3 separate regions of the Mus musculus genome follow, and regions 2 and 3 are each linked to region 1. Evidence: chromatin contacts called from public Hi-C data. All regions are on one chromosome and are shown on one strand. Each heading gives the region's core, a stretch centred on a gene start, on an enhancer-like site or on the middle of the called end of the contact. The rest is flanking DNA. Distances are from core to core; before and after follow the strand shown.

Region 1 (2,927 bases), core at 183-2,682:
ATCAGTCAGTGTACTATTTCAGTGACGATGAATTGCAAACCTGACCTCACACAGTTCTTTAAAAAAAGTTAAAATTGGTTGCTACTGCCCCGTAATCACAGAAATTACCAATTTATAATCAAATAGAAATTATAGTTTTAGTCTAATATGATATTTAAAGCTAATATTTATCAAATAGAGTAAATGTGAAGCAGGTGGGTGACAGGAATTGAGAAATTTCTAGAATTAACACAGTTGTGAGTCTAGTTGGATTTTTTTTAGTTCTATTGAAGGAAATGCTGTAAAGAAATGTGTATTCAGAAATATATGACATACATATATACATACATATATATGTATATATATCTTTTAGTCTTACTGTGTTATACACAATGTCTCCACAAAAACTTGTTTTTAACATGTCATTTTCATGGACAAATATGTCCAATGAAAACTTCTTGAAGGCATCTCTTGTTTTAGTTTTTGATTGTCCCTATGACATGTACCTTTAAGTCAGAAAGGAAGGGAGACAATATCCCCCCATTCTCTGACACTGATATAGCACTAACTTTCAGGGGACCTGGTCAACTCATCCACTATCAACATCCTAACAAAGAAGTAGAACCCTCTTCTGTCCTTTGACTAATCCAGGGTGAACCATTTCACCAGCTAGGACAGCTCAGAGTGCTAAACCCAGAGGGGATTTAAAAAGTGAAACTGCCTGAATTTTCTACTTCAGAGATCTAGAGAGCTGCTCCTCCAAGGCCTTCACCTATCACGTACCTATTTCCTTAGCTTCCATTTATTAAATGCTGATACAGCAAGTTTTGAGGATCATCTAGTTAACTGTATTCACTTTCCTACCGAAATCCATCTCAAGACAAAGAGATATTTTAATTAAACCTTGAAAAGTTACAGTGACTGTTCTTTAAAATGGGAAATCAAGCATCTCTCTCTTTCTCTCTTTCCCTACCTACTTATTTACCTATCTGCCTATCTCTCCATCTATCTACTGACATCTACCTACCTCATCTGTCTGTCTGTCTGCCTCCCTGCCCGCCTGCCTGTCTGTCAGTCAGTTTTTCTGTCTCTGTATTGGTTTGTCAGTCATCTGTCGAGCAATGTAATCCCTGTCTTTTGGATTTATAAACTGGTGTGAACTGAAGGATAGAATGGTTTCAACCTTTGAAAGATGGAGGACTAAGTGTTCTGGGAGCATGACATAAACATGTACAACAGTCTTGTGGTAAAAATGGGTATTAGTGGGAATGATACCGAACAACAGTCAGTCCATAATTAGACTTGACAGTGAACGTGTCAGCAGATATCAATGAGTGTAATCATTGTTTTCCCTCTGCTTTTGATCTTGGCCCATCACTGTGGTGTGTTCCTTGTCCCATTTCCAAACCAAATCTATTTAAAGCTGCACTTCACGGGGTTTGAAATCATACACCCTGTTTACTCTTAAAGAGCATGAGGTATCATTTCCAAATAGTTGGTCTCTGTACTACAAGAGCTACTCTGGCCTCCTGCAGACCATTGGCTATCTCCATTTTCTACATGACTCGTTAGAGGAATAATACATAATTAATTCTCATGGACTTATTTATATTGCCCTATGAAATGTTAATTTTCATTTTTGGGAAATTGCCTTGAATAAGATTAATCAGCCACTCGTTTTGTTCTTTTCTTTTCTTTTTTTTTTTTTTTTTTTGTGAAGATAGTAGCTGTAATCTTGCGTGCACTTATTCTTTGTTACTTGGGTAGATTAGGTTCACATTGCTTTGCAGAGTGAAGCAGTGAGCTCTGTGTGTCCTGTGGGCTAGAAGCAGCGAGAATATCCTCAGTCCTGATATGACCTTGGGCAGCGCATCCTCCCTCTCTGAGGTCATCTTATCACCTGCTTATCAATAGACAAAGGTGTCCCAGTTGATCGTGTTTTGTCATGCTGAATGGTCTAGTAACTAGAATATTATCTTCCTCTTCTGCCATGTTTCCAAAATCCTTTGACTTCATCACAGAGCCTTGTGTGGAAAATTGGTATTCTGTTTAGCTCTTGATTCTTTGATCTAACAGAGAACAGTTGCTGATTGGGCTTTAGAGTATATGTATGCTGTAATTGTATATTAGACTCTTGACTGTTGCTCGCTTCAGCAACATGCCGTTTCAGGTTAGACAGGAAGGGAGTCAGTCTTCCTCTAGGGCAGTAGTTCTTACCCTTCCAAAAGCTGCAGCCTTTTAATACAGTCCTCATGCTGTGGTGACCCTCAACTATAAAATTATTTTCATTGTTTCTTCCTAACTGTAATTTTGCTACTGTTCTGAATCCCAATGTAAATATTTTTAGAGATAAATGGTTGCCAAACAGGGTGCGACCCACAGGTTGAGAAAGGCTATGTGATAATGCTATCTTATGTCTCATTTTAGAGTAACTGAGAAACTTACTCATTATTAATACCATTAAGTAAAGGCAAATTTCTCTTCTGTTATTTGATTTATCCAGTGTGAATAATCAGTCTTATTGGTACAAACAAGTCAGAATGTCTTTTAAAACCAGAGGGAATTTTTTTATTAGATATTTTCTTCATTTACATTTCAAATGCATCCCTTTACTGGTTTCCTCTACAAAAGTCGCCTATACCCTCCTCCCACCCCAGCCCTGCTCCCCAACTCACCCACTCCTGCTTCTTGGCCCTGCCATTCCCCTGTACTGGGGCATAGAATCTTCGAAATATCTTACGAGTTAATCTACCCAACATTTCTAACTTGAGAGTTGGGAAATTTTGAGATCGTGGAGGAAATCTAATTGGTTCCAGGTGTTAGTGCCAATGGTAGACCAAATTGTGTTTGGCTGCTTGCTTATTTATTTGTTTGTATGTATGTATGTATGTATGTATGTATGTATGTATGTATGTATGTATTTAGTGTGTGTATATTAGTATGTGTGT
Region 2 (2,927 bases), core at 291-2,790, 390 kb before region 1:
TCCCTTCCTTCCCTAGTAAAATCTGGAGAAAACAAAGTGGCCCCCAAGGCACCAAGGAATACAGATCTGAATGTGATCCCTTTTCTAACTGCAAGATGATTCCAGTCTCTCCAGGAGGTAAAACTGGAAGAGAAGTAGCTAACACTCAAATGGCTGCAAATACCCACCCCCCCCAAAAAAAATAGGAGATCAGACCAGACATCCCCATATATACCGAGGTAGGATTAAGGGAGGTCCATTTGGAGTAGACTGAAAGTCTGAAGCTGGGCTTGCACTTGCAGAACTAGGAATGGTGCACAGGCACAGAACACAAGAGAAAGTGAACAGTGGAAAAGTACAGGAGCAGGAAGACTGAGTAGCTTCACCTGGCTGGCGTGCAGCACTGCGTGCTCAAACCGGAGCAAGAGGGAGAGGACTGAACAGGAAGGTGGAGATCCAGGTAGGGGTGTATGGAGCCGAGTGGGGAGACCAGTTGGGAGCCTTTGGAGACTTGAGAGGGCGGGGGCAGCGAACACTATAGGCAGAGACAGAAGAAACGAGAAAGGTTTCAACAGAGTTGCCTGGATTCTTCCAACTTCTTGACTCACACTGTTCCCTGCCCACCTGCCCGCCTCTTAGAAAGCTTATCTTTTGATCTTCCAGGTGCATGACTTTCTGCCCAATTACTTGTCTTCAACCCCTCCAAGCAGGTCAACCATGCAGCTCAGGAGTCTCATTGTCACACTTGGCCTCAGTTGCTCCTGCCACTGTCTACCTTGCCAGTACTCTGCATTAGAGTCCCAGGAGAACAGTAGCTTGAAGTCCCCCAGGTTCTTACATGAAGGCTTGCTCATAAGATGCTACATGAGGACCTGAAGACAGTTTGAGCACAGGATGGCAATGGGGAAATCACCCTCTTTCCAGGTCTGTTCAGTGGACTAGTCCCAGTTGTAGCCCATCACATCTACTCTTAGAGGATTCGAATGGGGACAAGAGGGACAAGGGAACCAGATCAGGAGGAGTAAAGGACCTCGTTTTGGTGAAGGAACCCACTCAGCCACAGCCACCACTAGTCCTAAGAATCACTGGCTAAGAAATTCAGAATAGAGAAAGTAAAAGTGCGGTCTTCACTGAGCAAGGGGACCTTGGGCCTCTCGGTCTCTCTGAGCATCAGTTTTTACCTTTGTAAGATGACAATTATGACATATGCCTTATGTATTTTCCTGGGCTGTTTTCAAGCTAGGAAAGACAGAAATTACCATGTTCTGTCTCAGCTGCTTCCTCCTACCCCTCTCTCCAGAACAGGCAGGTATGGAGATGAGAGAGATGGAGAGGGAGAGGGAGAGGCAGAGGGAGAGAGGCAGAGGGAGGGAAGAGGGGGAGGGAGGAGAGGAAAGAGGGAAGAAGGGAGGGACGGAGAGGGGAAAAGAGAAAGAGAGAGAACCTACTATCTGGAGAGTGCAGACTGTGGTGCACCCTTGGTTCCACAACAGCCTGAGCACTAGCCTGTTCTGCTCATGTGACTGGTTCCCACAGGGAGCAAATGGCCCATGATCACAGAGTGAGTCAGAGGATAAATCCAAGTTGGGAGGATCCCAGCCTCCCAGCCTCTGTTTTTCACCACCCCTACACCTGTGGCTTTCTAAAAGGAAGGTCACAAGAACAGAGTCTGTGGCCCAAGGACTAGACTCACTTGACTCCTGAATTGCTGCTGAATACTTACATAATTGGAAGGGACGAATGACTTAGCCTCGGGCTAGATCAGACACCATTTTTAAAAACCATCATTTGGAATCCTGGATAACCCTCCCTAAAATGTACAGCACTCATGCACTGAGAAGACAGTTCAGGGTCCAAATCGGGGGCTTCCTACCATACTCCTTTTTTTTTTTTTTTTTTTTTTTTTGTCCTTAGGTGCTAGTTGGCTCCAAGGAGAAGAAATGGTCCTGTGTACTAGCTAGTGACTATCCTTTATCAAAGGCTTTGTAGGTGTCAATCCTCCTAGACACACCTTACAGAAACCTACTTATGTCGTCCTCTTCACAACTAAATGATAAGTTAGGATACTTCTATTCACAGGAAAAGGGAGGAGGGGAGAGGAAAACCTAAAGTGTTAACCTGGACAACACAGGTGTCTTGAACTCTTGCCTCCTCAGACTGCTCTAATCACAGAAGTTCCCATAAACAGCTGGTGCTGTTCCCGTTCCTCCTCAAGACCACGACTGTTGAACAACAGATGCCTTTCTCCCTCCCAGGAGTCTAGGAGCAAACTCTGCCTCAGCCACGAGCTTGAATGTTTTAGTCTGCTGGTTAACTCACCATTCCACAAGCATTTCTCAAGGACAACACTCTGTGGGGTTCCAAGAGGCTGGGCCACTCCCTTGCCTTCAAAGCTTTGAAGGTAAGCAAGTAGCAATGGAGCATATTATCAACTCCAATCGAGGGAGGGCAACTTGGGTCGCAAGACGGAATTAAAGGCTCCTGTCTAGAGTTTAGAACTTAGCGAAGAGAAAAAGAGATTATGTGCACGCAGCAAGAGCATCTAGAACAGTAAGCCAGGCCAATGATATGGGCAGAGGGCAAGACACAAGGGAAACGAGACTGGAGCTCAAGCCAGGGCCAGACCAGCTTTAGTGGGCCTCTCAATACTTCCACAGCCCTCTGGTCCTACTCCATCCCAGACTTAAGTGCCGTAGCTTCCCAAAACCTCAGTTTCCCCCTCTGTACAACAGAAGCCAAGAATGCTCCCTATAAGGTGACTACTGGAAGGCTGGGCCAGGAGCATCCCCTAGGCTAGGGATGCTTAGTCTCCCCAGGCTAGCAAGGCAATGTAAATCATAGCTATTTATAATGGAGCAAACTGAGGCTCTGAAAAGGCATTGCCTCAGCAGCCAAGCACTCCCTCTGGAATCCTGAAAACCTGCTGCCTGCTGCAGGGCTGTGCCCAG
Region 3 (2,927 bases), core at 290-2,789, 270 kb after region 1:
GGCCTTGGTCTCTGTTTCTTCATTTCAGTGACTTTCATTTCATCTTTCTATGTGACTCTTTATCACCACTTAAGCCTCTTGAATTTATATATTTCTTAGAAACAGTATCAACTTCACCTTAATGTCAGTTTAAACTGTTGAACCCTGGGGTATTCTATAGCATGTGTATTCTTACTTCTACATTCAAGTGCTTACCAGTGCAGTATCTGCCCATGTCTGATCAGTTCATGCTATTTGGAGTAACAGATTTCACCTTTAGTTATGCATAGACTATAACACCATGACCTGGAGCTTGGAAAGAGAGGAGGGAAAATATACCAGCAGTGACACACTTTTAAGTTTCCCCGGTTGTGCAATGGCAAGAGACTAAGGATAGGATCTTTCTTGGCTGTAGTAGCTAGCATTTTCTGCTTATACCTTGGTGCTTTCTGTCCCCATTGCTGAATGAGGGCAAAGGGGAAATACCTAAGCAGGGAAAACGGATGCATTGCAAGTATTTAGAGTAGACCTTGCCTTAGCAAATTTTAGCTGTTATGGTTTTGGGTAGATGGCTCAGCAGTTAAGAGCACTTAACTCTTAAGCTCTTCCAGAGGATCCTCGTTCAATTTCCAGCACCCACGTGGTGGCCCACACCCATCCATAACTTCAGTAACAGGAGATCTAATAACTTCTTCTGACACCCACGAGCATCAGGCATGAACATGGTACACATACATACATGCAGGCAAGACACTCATACACATAAAATAAGTAAGTCTTAAAACAATTAACTGCCATGTTGAAGAATGCCAGGGATGGGTGGTAGTGGTTTGTAGGTCCTTGTTGTGCATCTTATCTGCTTGCCTGATGTTGCTTCTGCTCCATAGTTTGTTGAAAAAGAAAAAAACAAGTGTGTGAAGCAGATGAACATTAAACACAGGGAAACAGGACCTCGAGAAGCAAAACCACCGTCTAATAGCATTTGGAAACTTTATGGAGAAAAATCTAGAGTTCTTACTGGTCAGGCTGCTGTGTCCTTAATTTATATATTTCTATAATTTCCTTGTTAAGAGAAGAGGAAGAGGGGGAAAGAAATCCCTGACTCTTGGTCACTACATATAATTGTAGAACAAGTTTTAGAGGCAGTGGGTATTGAATTCTTTCAGTCTGTCTGTATAACAGTGTTGGTATTATATGAAGATGCCTCCTAAACTGGAAAGTAGGTGCCTAGGCAGTGGATGGAGAGTGTTTCAGCTAGCTTTTAGATAAGCACTTATCTAAAGTCAGGACATAAAAATACTTTCACGACTCTATGAAAACTGCCAAAGGAGAAGATAAAACTAACCCAGATTCCGTTATTACACTCTCCCCCTTCCCCCGTGGAAGCATGACCATCTCAGTGCAGTCCTGGGGCACCCAGATTTCTCCACCCCAACCTTCCCCCTGCATGCTGAGTTCTTGGCATGCTCATTTTTCTCCAGCCTCTCATTAAAGTAATCACTTTAAAAAATCAGCAGCAAGAGCGTGCATTTCGGTGAGTAATGTTTGGCCTCGTCTGGAACAGCTGGCCTGCTGTGCCACGGTCCTGAGGTGATCTGCAGACAGCTCACTCAGCAGCCTCCTGTGGGTTGATGCTATCAGCAGACACTTTCCACCCCTTCACTAAAACACCCTGCTGGCTTCCTACTCGGAGTGGACAGTAGAGCAAACAATGAGCACAGAGACACTGAGGGACCTGACCCTGCGCTGACCTGAAGCAATTAGGCTGCCAGCCTGATGCACCTGCTTTTTCTCCTTGGGTCTTCACCTGAGATGCCATGTGTCTACATGCCCAGGTGTCCCACGTCCACCTGTCTCCAGGACGCAGTTCAGATGTTACTTTCTCTTATGAGTGTCTCCCCATGACCCCAACTGCAACACCCCTTTTGCTATGAAGAAGTGTAACACTTCAGTACAGTTTGCTTTGGCTTTGTAGACTTTTCTCTCATTTTATTTTCTTTTCCTTTTTTTTTTTTTTTCTCTATGAGAACAGGGCCCATATCTCATTAGTCTCTTCAGTAAATCACCTGCTATGCATTTGGTTAATACTCTCATAATGATTGTGTTATTTACAATCATCTTGCTGTAATTATAATTGTGCCAAATGAAAGCAGTGTGCTCTCCACATTTCTTGTTTCCTGCTCATCTCAAAAGCCTCTGTGGATAGTTAAGAAGCCTCGTCTTGAAGCGTGAAAATGTTGAATGACCTGGGGCGGTGGCTGAACTACTTGTAACTCAGAAAAAGAATAGAGCCTGGGGGCCTGGTGAGATGGCTCAGTGGGTAAGAGCACCCGACTGCTCTTCCGAAGGTCCAAAGTTCAAATCCCAGCAACCACATGGTGGCTCACAACCACTCGTAATGAGATCTGATGCCCTCTTCTGGTGCGTCTGAAGACAGCTACAGTGTACTTACATATAATAAATAAATAAATAAATAAATCTTTAAAAAAAAAAAAAAGAATAGAGCCTGGGACAACATGGATTCTACCCCCTACTCAGAATGGAGTGATGAGGCTCAGAAAACCTCCAGAGCTCCATGTTGTTCATGTGATGCTACATTTGTAGCCGTAGGATTGTTACAGCGAATAGATGTCATTCTGATTACACTGCTGCCCTGGGCTACCTTCCCTGTCTCTAGGGGTGAAAATTTCTACAACCACTGCATTTTATTATAGATCCTGTTTCCTCCTTATCCCAGTTCTGTGATCTTGAACACCTTGCCTTCATTATTTCCCAGTTGCTCATTTGTGAAGTATCAAAATACTTCTCATGGAAAATGGCAAGCATGGAGTAAGAAAGCTGAAGGCCAAAACAGCACCAGTGATATTATTCCAGGGCTGGAGACACACGTGCTCCATAGTGAGCATGCACGCCACTTTAACAGAGAACCTGAGTTCACTGCCTCGCAC

Evidence for each region. Hi-C and Micro-C count contacts between places; a contact is called where the count stands out from the background.
Region 2: a Hi-C map of myocytes shows a contact between it and region 1, with 5 times the contacts expected there. The contact joins two enhancer-like sites.
Region 3: a Hi-C map of muscle stem cells shows a contact between it and region 1, with 1.9 times the contacts expected there. The contact joins two enhancer-like sites. A contact is called at or near these places in 1 of 484 Hi-C or Micro-C datasets (muscle stem cells) and 1 of 9 other capture datasets (liver).

Annotation. Positions count from the first base shown.
Region 1 is chr16:24,560,414-24,563,340 of GRCm38.p6, forward strand. The region is part of intron 4 of Lpp (LIM domain containing preferred translocation partner in lipoma); the gene reads left to right. Among named protein-coding and RNA genes, the nearest start is that of Gm24440, 160 kb to the left of the region's middle. Within about 2 kb of position 1,433, at least 13 of the 459 cell types and tissues checked have an H3K27ac peak or open chromatin away from gene starts, as enhancers often do. A contact at or near this core is called in muscle stem cells and myocytes, where this site is marked.
Region 2 is chr16:24,173,246-24,176,172 of GRCm38.p6, forward strand. No RefSeq gene overlaps it. Among named protein-coding and RNA genes, the nearest start is that of Gm32126, 15 kb to the left of the region's middle. Within about 2 kb of position 1,541, at least 32 of the 459 cell types and tissues checked have an H3K27ac peak or open chromatin away from gene starts, as enhancers often do. A contact at or near this core is called in myocytes, where this site is marked.
Region 3 is chr16:24,829,597-24,832,523 of GRCm38.p6, forward strand. The region is part of intron 8 of Lpp (LIM domain containing preferred translocation partner in lipoma); the gene reads left to right. Among named protein-coding and RNA genes, the nearest start is that of Mir28a, 3.2 kb to the left of the region's middle. Within about 2 kb of position 1,540, at least 7 of the 459 cell types and tissues checked have an H3K27ac peak or open chromatin away from gene starts, as enhancers often do. A contact at or near this core is called in muscle stem cells, where this site is marked.